Linked DNA regions of Muntiacus reevesi: region 1 is linked to region 2. A link is a contact called in public Hi-C data. All regions are on one chromosome and are shown on one strand. Each heading gives the region's core, a stretch centred on a gene start, on an enhancer-like site or on the middle of the called end of the contact. The rest is flanking DNA. Distances are from core to core; before and after follow the strand shown.

Evidence for each region. A called contact is a pair of places that touch in the nucleus more often than the background predicts.
Region 1: a Hi-C map of muscle shows a contact between it and region 2, with 5 times the contacts expected there. The contact joins the promoter of PTPN12 here to the promoter of RSBN1L in region 2. A contact is called at or near these places in 2 of 3 Hi-C or Micro-C datasets (blood and muscle).

Annotation. Positions count from the first base shown.
Region 1 is chr6:41,394,398-41,399,841 of mMunRee1.1, forward strand. PTPN12 (protein tyrosine phosphatase non-receptor type 12) reads right to left here and starts at 3,168. Exons shown (of 18, transcript XM_065938595.1): 1 at 3,016-3,168. The coding sequence starts at 3,114.
Region 2 is chr6:41,258,355-41,263,514 of mMunRee1.1, forward strand. RSBN1L (round spermatid basic protein 1 like) reads right to left here and starts at 3,270. Exons shown (of 8, transcript XM_065938959.1): 1 at 2,683-3,270. The coding sequence starts at 3,247.

The DNA of each region.
Region 1 (5,444 bases), core at 1,918-4,417, 140 kb after region 2:
CCAAGATTATTATATGAACACTCATATGTTACTGTTAGTTGTAAAAAGTGATACAACTTCAAAAAGTTATGCATTTACATATATCAGATATTTATATCCTTTTATCTAGTACTTCCAACACCACTGGAAGATATGCAATAATTCAAAATAAAGAAATTCTATGCTCAAGTTCTCCACAGAATTATGACACATAATAGCAGAAAATCAGCGGCCTAAACTTTCAACTATAAGAAAATGATTAAGCTATATGACAGTGGCTAGGTGAAATATTGCATAGCCACCTAAAATTATTTTTACAAAGGAAAAACACCTAAATATTAAGTTGGAAAAAACCCTAAGAATATTAAATGGCACATGTAGTATGGTCACAGAGAAGCAATAAAGACATTAACAAAGATAGCCTCTGGGTGATGGGACTATAAGAAGACTGAACAGAATAATGCAGAGACCACAGTATGAATGCCTATTCCACTTGCCTAAAAGTAAGGCATTCTTAATTAATTACTGTTCTAGAATTTCCAAATTTGAAACAATGAACATTATCACTTTATAACTGAATAGGGTTATAACAGCTCGATTATCCCTTAGGCTCAGTTCTCAAATGCTAAAAATTTAAAAATGCATTTTTAACCCATGTCAGAATTTAAGAATAACAGAAGAGCTTATTATTAGAAGACTCTATTAGCCTATATATTTTCTTTTTGTGGCAGAAGGGACAAAGTTTTCCTCCAGCTTTCTAGTCAAGAGAAAAAGAGGCATCAACTAGCAGACTTAATTATAGCTATTGCTTATCAATTCACAGAATAAAAAAAGCAAGCACTAGAAAAGAACAGCCTTAGTCATCAAATCTTAAATGCAGAATCACCTAGCTATCCCTAGGTATTAGGGAAGAAAAAGGAAACTCATTTAGTCCTGGAGAAATGAAATCTCCAATAGGAATCCCTGACTCATCCCCAAAGCATGAACCCGAAGGCTACTTCCCCTGTACAGGAGTTCAGAGACTGGGCACTTGTCCTGACGGCCTGCATCACCAAACAATGCCCTTTCCCGACAGGATGTGCCCATAGAGAACAAGAGGACCGACATGCCAAGTGGACAGGGGTCACACACCTCTCCTTCCACAACCAAAGTAAGACTTTATAAAACTAGTTTTAAACATTTTAAATCTAAGTATGTATTTTCTTTTATGTTTGCTAGAAAGTAATAAAAGGGGGACTCTGTCCAATTACTGTGATATCATTTCAAAGATACTTAACACATTCAAAATTCCCAATAGGAAGAAGGAAACGTCTTCTTTAACTTTTTCAGACAAAAGGGTAATTTGGGGGGGAAAAAATACATGGGCTAAGTATCAGGAGGAAATGTTTAAAATAAGCCATAAATTATTTAATCAACATTTTTTACACTTTCAAAAGATACTAACAAAACCAAACTCCTATTATTGGTTTAGGGAGGCGAGAATCACAAAGCTCAACTATACTGTTATGACACTGAGTGAAGTTAAGGGTTAAGAATTTTAACGCTAAAGTTTTACTAGACTGAAGTCTCTTTAAAATGTGAAAAGTATTTCGTATTTCAGTGCGAAAAGTCATTTCACCTGCACCTTGTAAACAATTAAACTGTACTTTGAAACAAAAACTACCAATGTTTGCGACTCATTTTTATACACATTAACTGTGTATCCTTTTCACAATCCAGAATTTCAGAGTTAGGTGACTACTCCAGAAGATGAATTATGCCCAGAAGCAAAATTTTCCCTAGCTTATTTCCCATTTCCAAACACCGCCAAGACTAAGGAGCAACCACTTCCCAAAGTCCCACTTCCTTTTCCATTCCCCAGACCTCCAGGGTTTCCAACGCCCCAGTCTTGCGCAATATCCGTAGGAGCAGCGCCGCAACCACCGCCTCCTAAGCCGAGAAACAACCCTAAAGGGAACATTGTCCAGCAGAAAAATAAAGGAGGGGGGGTGGCAACGGAGGAAGTCGACTTCTGGTCCCACGCCTTCGGCTCTGACCCCCTCGTAGTGATGGCTCGAGAGCAATTCCACGACCAAGACTTTTAACCTCCTCTCCAGCCCGCCAGTACAAGCAAAGGGCGGAAGGGGGAGGGGGATGTCGGAAAGGGGGGTGGGGAGACTACTAAGGTTATCTCCCAGTTCAGGGCTTCAGCCCGTACAGTCGCCTCCGCCCCACCAGGACTATTGTTCCCAAGTTCCCCACCCCCACCCCGGATAGGAAGTGATAGTCACATCCCCTCCGCCTTCGGCAGTATCCCCTAGGGAGTCTGAAGTAGGCTTCCTTCAGGATAACCACGCACCCTCCACCCCCACGCCCTGCCTCTACACACACTTATCCCTCAACCTCAAATCACGTTGACCCCCTACACCATCTAAAACCTGGGTCTCAAGAGACAAGAGACAGGACGGCAGTAAATGGAAATCGAACATACCACGAGATTTCCTATGGACTATCCTTTCTCTTGCATTGGAGATAATACTGCGAACCCAGAAAGAGCAAAAAGTCCTACCTTGCCCTCTTTTGAGACCAGCTTGAGCAAAGGGACCCCACGAGTTAAATGCAACCTTAACAGCCCCGTTCCTCAGTCCGGCGCTATCCGCTCTCCTTCCTGCCTCGACCCTCCCAGGAGGAGCAGACTGGATGGGGAGATGAGAAGAGCCCACCGGCCTGCACCTCATTCGCCTCCCGCTCCCAGCCCGAGAAACAATAGGTGGTCGCGGGCGGCGGCGCTGAGTGCGGGCTTGGCCAGCGGCCTCTCTCTTCGCGTCCAAGACGCGGGTGGAAGGGGCCGCGGTCGCAGGACGAGAGGAAAGGAGGACGAGGGGCGATCTCACCTCCCAGCCTCCGAATCCACCCCGGCCCTTGGGGTTGGCGCGCGCCCCCTCCGCCCGTCTCCTTACAGCCGCACACAAAGCGCTGGCGGCTGGGCCGGGCGGGCGAGGCGGCAGTAGGCTCGGATGCCGGTGAGAGGAGGCAACAGCAAGGGGAGGGACTCACCATGAAGTCCCGGGCGAAGTTGTCCTCCCCATTGTGGTCCGGACTCTTCATGGCCTGGACCCTCTGGATGAATTTCCTCAGGATCTCCACTTGCTCCATCCTCCCGCGTCCCCCCGGCTGCGGTCGCTGGCCCCCCCGCCGCCCGCCCGCCCGGCGCAGAGCCCGCTCAGTCTTCCCCAGCTCGCCCCCCCTACCCGTCCCGTCTTTCCCGACCCCTGACGCTCCCTGCTCCTCCCTACCGCCCAAGGCAGCGGCCGCACCGGCGGCACCAGCCCGGCTCCCGACCCTACAACTTCCAGGAGCAGCCACTCTCCCACAGTAGTAGCCGAGCCGCAGCGGCTAGCGCCAACCCCAACCCCCAGCTTGCTCCATCCTCCTTCCCCGCCCTGCTCCTGCTCCGTCGGAGACGCAGCCACCGCCTTAGGAACACGGCTCTCCGATCGCCCTGCCCCCCCAACCCCTTCCCGGTTCCTCCTTCCCTCCCTCCCGACTAGCAACCGCAGCCGCCACTCTCCACGGGCGCGCCCCCGCCGCCACCCAGACGCGCGGCCCCGCGCCGCGGCTAGATCCCCGGGGCTACGCCGAGCTGAGCCGCGCCCGCTTGCCACGCCCCCAAGCCCGCCCCGCCGGTTCTAGCCCGGCTAGGAGTGGCTGGAAGGCGCTTCAGCCCTCAGCTGGGAGACTTGACCTCATTTCCGGGGCGTGGTTCCGCCACAGCAGATTGCAGGTCTTAAGAGAGGTGGTTGGAGGGAATTCGACTCCGCCGGGCAGACCCTAGTCAGTTGGAGTAGGACTTGAGTTGGAAACTGCGGTCTCACCGCCTTTTTGTGGAAAAAGCACATTTCTAAACTGCTTTCGCGCCTTCGCCAGCCGTGGGCTGGGACTGCAAGTCCCGGCCGGCAAGAGTCCAGGAGTAGGGGCGGGAGAGGGCGGCGGTGGGAAGAGAGGCATGCTGGGAACTGTAGTGTCTTCACGTTCGCAGCAGGTACGTCTTCATCTTAATGTTGACGGCAATTAGATCTTGGCACTTTGGGCAATGGCTACGGCCGAGAGAAACGAAGCGCTTCTTCAGTGAGAGGACTTTTTTGCTTTTTTGAAAATCAGTCTAAAACCTGGTGAATGAGCGCCTGAGATTCACAGTGTGTCCTAATACATACCACACATGTTTGCTGAATTGGAGAGAATTTGTCTTCTTGCCTTTAGATTCGGAGCAACTCAGAACTGAATAATAATAATTTTATTATATAAATTATATAAGTAATAATTGAAAAATAATAATTTTCACCATAGAATGCATCTTTGTAAGTCTTCTAGTAATCAAAGAAGTCTGTCCTAGTCTCATTCACCATTTTACAATGAAAGTGTTTGCTCATGGTCCCCCAGTATATTCGTAGCGGAGCCCAAGCTAGAACTCAGATCATTTTTATCTCACCCGCACCATGTTACCTCTCACTAAGGAGCGTAAACGTGATAATGTGACTGAAGTGGAAGACCTGATCCATGAACTTCTCTAGGTCACTTTCTTTTTTTCACTATACCCACAAACAATGCTTTTTCCAGATAAAATTGGTTAGGCAATTCGGTTAAAATAAATATCAGTAGCAAGCCCCGTTTCCCAGATGAATGTTTAGAAGCACCGTGGAATTTAATAATAAACTTGAAGAAAACAGGTGTGAGTAGCAAGATCCAATTTCCTATTTGTTTTAAAGAAAAATATTTCTTTTTAAAATAATACAACTGATACATACCAATCTACTCTTCTTCTCAGAAAGAACCACTTCCAGATGTTTCCTTCCAAATGTCTTCCTGTGCATTTGTATACAGGTATGTGCATATAAAAAGATACAGTTTTGTCCTATATTTAAAAAAAGAGTCCCCTTAGAGGAATAGTTTAATTTCTGAGGTGAGCTTTTCAAACAAGGATCTGGAGTATTTTAATCAGATTATTGAGACTCACTGGATATGAGGAAAGATTAAGATCTGGGTTCACTCATCCACCAGTATAGCTCACTGTAGGGTACCCTTTTCCCCTAGAACTAGGCAAGAAATTAGACTTGTGAGCAGAGAAATGGGCAGATGATCAGGACTGCCTCTACTTTTGATATGTCAGAAGAATGTGCAAATCAGATTGATAAAGACTATATGCTGGACAAATTATATCAGTCTAGTGACAGTGGGGTGGAAAGTGTTAACTTGTTTGAGTTATCCAGCCCTGTTTTGGCTGATGGTTTTGCTGGGGCTTTTTTGTTTTTGTTTTTAATTTTTCTTATTACAAGTTTCTCTCTCTCTCTCGCAACACGAGTGTCTCCAGATCTCAGCAGCTACCTTTGGCATCTCATGTAGGTTAGGGAAAGCTAAAGTACCCTTCTGGATTTCAGGTCTTTCTGGCCATGTATGAGTAAGTTGTGAGGTAATAAGGGGAAAGAATG
Region 2 (5,160 bases), core at 2,020-4,519:
TGGGATCCTTTGCAGGGTCATTCTAAGGAAGTAAGTTAATAAAGGCAAAACAAAAATGCTAACAAAAATCAGAAAATCGATACAAGTTTTATTGGTTACTGGATGCAGTTAAGGCAGCTTACTATCTAGTAATGTGTCTGTTCTATTTTTTGCTATAAGTTAAATAGTGGACACCAGCAAATATTTACCTTTATCTTCTACACTTAACAGTTAATAATTCATTCTTACAGGAAAATGGGGTGTGAACTCTTTAGTAGATTACCTCTTTATACAGCAGAACTTGGTTATTCATAGTTTTAAAAATCTAAGATATTTTCCACTTTTTCTTTTTATAAGAAAGAACTTTAACTTTTACTTGATGACTCAGGTTATCATGCAAGTCAGCTCCAGCACTATGACAAGATGGCCTCAGAGGCTTTAGGTGTGTAAGGCATCAGTCCTTATACTTAATGAACCTAGACTGCTAAGTTTTTATAATCCCCCTGTCCATCACTTTTAACTTTCAGATATGCAGTCAACGGATCTGTCCTCAATCTGGACTGACCCATCTTTTATAAGGGGTTTAAAAAAAAAATCATGCTTCTGACTCAAGCAACATTCACTAAATGCCCTACTTTTCACATACACACTTTCATTTAATCCAAATAACTTCTGCTGGAAAGGTAGCCAATGTAAAAATGCAGCAGTTCTGACTGAAAACTTATTTAAAAAAATTCTACTAATAAATACAGGCGCTTAATTGTTTAATGGAGTTTGGGGGCTCGATCAGATTTTCACCATGAAATTTACCATCAAGACACTGCAAGCAGTCCTCCTCACTGACTTTTAGTTTTTTCTCTATAAAAGTAGCATTTCCATTCAAGAAAGAGAAGAAAATTTTACCACAGCGTTACTATCTAGTCACTACTCACAAAACCTATCAATCATGGAAAAACATGTTAATATAAAAGCTATCATTACTTACACTCAGGCTTAATAATGTAAGCTGTTGCCTTCAAACAGAGGACTCTACATGCAATTTAAAATTAGAAAACTTTTTCTTTAACAGCCATTTCACTTTTTATTTTTTTTGCCATTTCACTTTAAAAGTGACTTATGTGCTCCATTTTTTGAGTTAGAATTGTTAAAGAATGCCTATTTATTTTCAGCCATTCCAATACACTGACAAAGCTATATCCATATTCACTTCCTCAAAGAACTTAGAAGTGCAAATACACCGTTTACACATCACAAGTAAGACTAATATTGAGCTGTAAATGCGGACTTCTAGGCACTTTCAACTTTTAAATGTAATTATTTGAACAAAATTGCTTTAAAACAAAAATCACCTGAAATCTCAGGCTAAACGTAGCATAAATCCCATCCTCAAAACCACTTTTCTAGAAACAACACTCTCCAAAGCAGTGAGATCCTTTACCTTGTGCCAGAGTACCTGATGGCTATGCTTAGATATCAAAAATTGCTACAGGCAGACCATCGAAGTAACGCTGTTGTTACACACTCATGTGCAGCATTTTTTAAAACTGCGAAAAAATACATAATTTTTCACGATCTAAGGTACCAGTAGATCAGTAATGCTAAAACTGCTTGACATTTCATTTTTTCCTAAAACATACTGTGACAACATCCTGTATCAATGTACATTTATAATAAAGATCATTACGTGCTTTCAGCTTTTGATCACATAAAAATCTAATTTTCAACCAGTCTCCACGTGTATCACTCTCAAAACATTGTGCATGAAATGGCTAAATAGGGCTACCTATTTTACAAAAATACTTTCTGAAAATTATATATGCTTAGCCTACATTTTAAAAAGAAGACCGTGTAGTCCTATCTGCAAAGAGTGCTTAAGAATTTGCCTTTCTCACAAGAGTGTAAAGCAATCATCCTCCAGTTAAAAATAAATTTAAAAAAATAAAGAGTAAAGAATTTGCCATACTCTGATGCTAAAACATTCTGCAGCCAAGTATTTGGTCAGGCCAAAAAAAAAGTCAATGTTCCTGATTTTATCATTTGCTGCAAGAAAGAAAAAAAAATATATATGGCTGAAAATTCTTTTTGAAGGGTGGTATTTCAAACAGGACCACTCAAAATACTTAAGGGAGAGGAGTGTGGAGGGAGGGTACCTTATGAAACAGCACACTCCGGGCCCTGCACACTACCTCACTTCCCTAATAGGGATGAAAAGCTCAGGCCTCTGGTAGCTTCCAGCTGACGCCAATGCTGTCCACACCCCTTTTCTTGATAGGATTTTCTGGCGTTGGAGCCAGTGTCACAAATATAAATTCGTGACCACGTCTAAACGGTCTGATAATCAAGCACATCTTTTACAAGACCAAACCTTTCCCGATCCCGTTCCCTCAAATCTCCCTCCATTGCCAAACACACCCAGGCGGGTCCTCTAGATCGAATTCTACAAACCCTGCCGCGCATTAACTAGGAGGCAGAAACGATACAGAAAATGAGTTTCGGCCATTCCCCACTCTGCGACCGAAATTACAGGCTCCATTTCCTGTCCCCACGGGGACCGCAAAATCGCCTGCAGTGAACGGGAAGCCTCCCGCCCGCTCCGGGCCGGCGCACGCGGCCCCCGCACGCCCCCAGCCCGCGGCCCGCGGGCGCGAGCTTGTGCCTGGGACCCCGGGCGCCCTCCCCTCCCCCTGCGGCTTCGGCACCCACCTCGCGGCAGCGGCTTCATCTCCCCGTTCTCCTCGCGGGAGGCCCCGCCAGCTTCGCCCGCCCCGCCGAGACCGTGCCTCCTTCTTTCCTTCTCTCGCTTCTCCTTGGGTCTGCGCGGCTTGGCGCTGGCCGAGGCGGCGGCGGCGGGCAGCAGGAGATGGTGAGGCTGAGCGTGCAGCAGCGTAGGAGGCACCAGCAGTTTGCGCGGCACCGGCTGAGGGGAGGAAGCAGAAACAGAGGAGGGGACGGCCGTGCCAGCGGAGAAAGAGAAATTGCTCCGAGCAGACGACGGGGAGGGGGCAGCGGACAGAGCGGCAAAGCTCCAAGACCCAGGGCTGCCATAGCTCTGAGACGAAGGTGCGGCGGGAGACTGCAGCTGCCTGCTGTTACCGCTGCTGGCTCCTTCTCCGTTCAGTCTACGCGGCGCCTTCTTCTCCTCAGTCCGGATCTTCTTGGCGGACAGAGGACCTGGCGGGTCCCGGGGTGGGGCTTGCAGTTTGCCAAACGATTCTTTCTCCGAGACGGCAGCGGGGGCGCCTTGCATTAGGCTCGGCGGTTCCGCCATTTTGCGCTCCTGTTGTATTTACTCTCCTCGGCTCCCGGGCGCGGGGCAGGGGCGGGCTCTCCTTGGGGGGGCGGGGAAGGGGCGGAGCGGTCTGGCCCTCCATTGGTCGAGCCACGGTGAGAGATGTCTCCAAGAACCAATCAAAAGCGCGAGTCTCTAGCCGAAGTTGTGTGGGGAATCGCCTAGCATACCCGTTTTGGAGGTCACAGGTCCTCCGGGCGTAGTTAGTGGCGGAGCAAGCTGTGAGGGGAGGGTCTTCGAGTTGTCGCCCGCCTGAACTCGGGGGCCCAGTGAATGTCTCAGAGGAACCTTCACTCCAGACCCCGAGTCAGTCCCAACCCAGGTCTCGCTCGTCTCTGCCTCGACGACTTTGTCTTGTACCACTTTCCCCTCCTTTTCCCCTGGAGTCCTTTTGGTCCTTTCCTCTTTCTTCCCCCTCAAAAAGCCGAATTTCGCAGATTCTCAGCTCTGAGGAGAAAATTTTGCCGGAAATTAAATCCTTCCTTCTATTAGGCAGCAGTCGGTTGATGGGAGGGGCTAAAGGTCGCTTAGTGTCCTGACAAGATGCGTTACTGTCTTGCTAAGATCATCTTTAATGCTTTGAGGGAAATAACTTCCTGCAAACCTAGAACTTTCGGATTACTATTCAGCTTGAAGGTAAGACTCTCCTAGAGAAATTTCTCTGTTAACTATTATAACTCAGATACTCCTAAGAAAAATTCAATAGCGATGTTTGTAGATGTTTGAAAAGATTTTGTGTGTGTGTCTGTATTTTAGCGTTTAGTTAGCAGTCTGAGTGATGTTTTGTAAATGTGTGCTTTCATTTGTAGCTTAGAAGATAAAGAATTTGAGGAGATGGGTTACAGTAATTTCAACCAAAGTGAAGAGCACAATTATAATTTTATTCCAAGGTCTTACATGAGACCAAAAAGTCAAAGAAATAGATATATAAAAATAAAAGTAGTCAAATGAGTAGATGACCAGTCAGAGAATATTTTGAGTCCCAAAAGGTGCCCTAAGTTGCCTGTGACTTTGTAGAAAACAATTAACTTTGCAGAATTACCACTTCTTGTGAGTTTATGAAGTTGGAATTCTTAATTTTGTGTTCATTTTTGAGGGGTAAAGGGGGTTGGTTTTAAGAATATTTTGGAGTCAAAACTTAATATTGCTTTATAGACTTTTTTGAGGTACCTCGAATTTTTAAAGTAATGAAAAGTATTTACTGTACTTTATAAAATGCAAAACAGTAAAAGCATGTGTAAACTTTTGGAGCTGACTGGCAGTCAACCTGAAAAGTGACATTGGTTCAAGAGTGGACAAAGTATGGGGCTGGTAAGTATGTGGTATTGACTAGCTTTGTGATTTCTGTCAAGGTGCTCGTTTTCTGTCAGAACTTCTGGTTTATTTATTATGTGAGTAAATTTTATTATATGACCACCAAGATCCCTTCTGCACTCTACACTTCTGCAATATTTAAGAAGCTTTTCAAAATCACATTGAAATCACTACAATTAAAATAACTACTGGCCCTCCAGAAATAGGAAAGGGTCTCCAGATATAGGAAAGAGTCTCTTATATATATTAATATAACACCTAGAAATTTACACCGTTTATACCCATGCAAAAGTCTGGAAAATCTTATCTCTTAAAGGGTCCAGCTAAAGTGAACTATCATCTAAATATGTTACTACTTGCACTATAATCTTTTATACTGTTACACTGTCTTATCAGGCCTGACCCTAAATTTAGAGCCTGAGCAAGAGTATGGTTACAGAGCTTAAAGACCATGTGTCTAGATATTTAAGTTATGAATCATCAAAGTATTACTATTAAAAATATATTCTATTCTACTACCTTCACAAATCTCCATAAATAATAATCTGGAAGGCCAAGTTTACATTTAGAATTCTCAG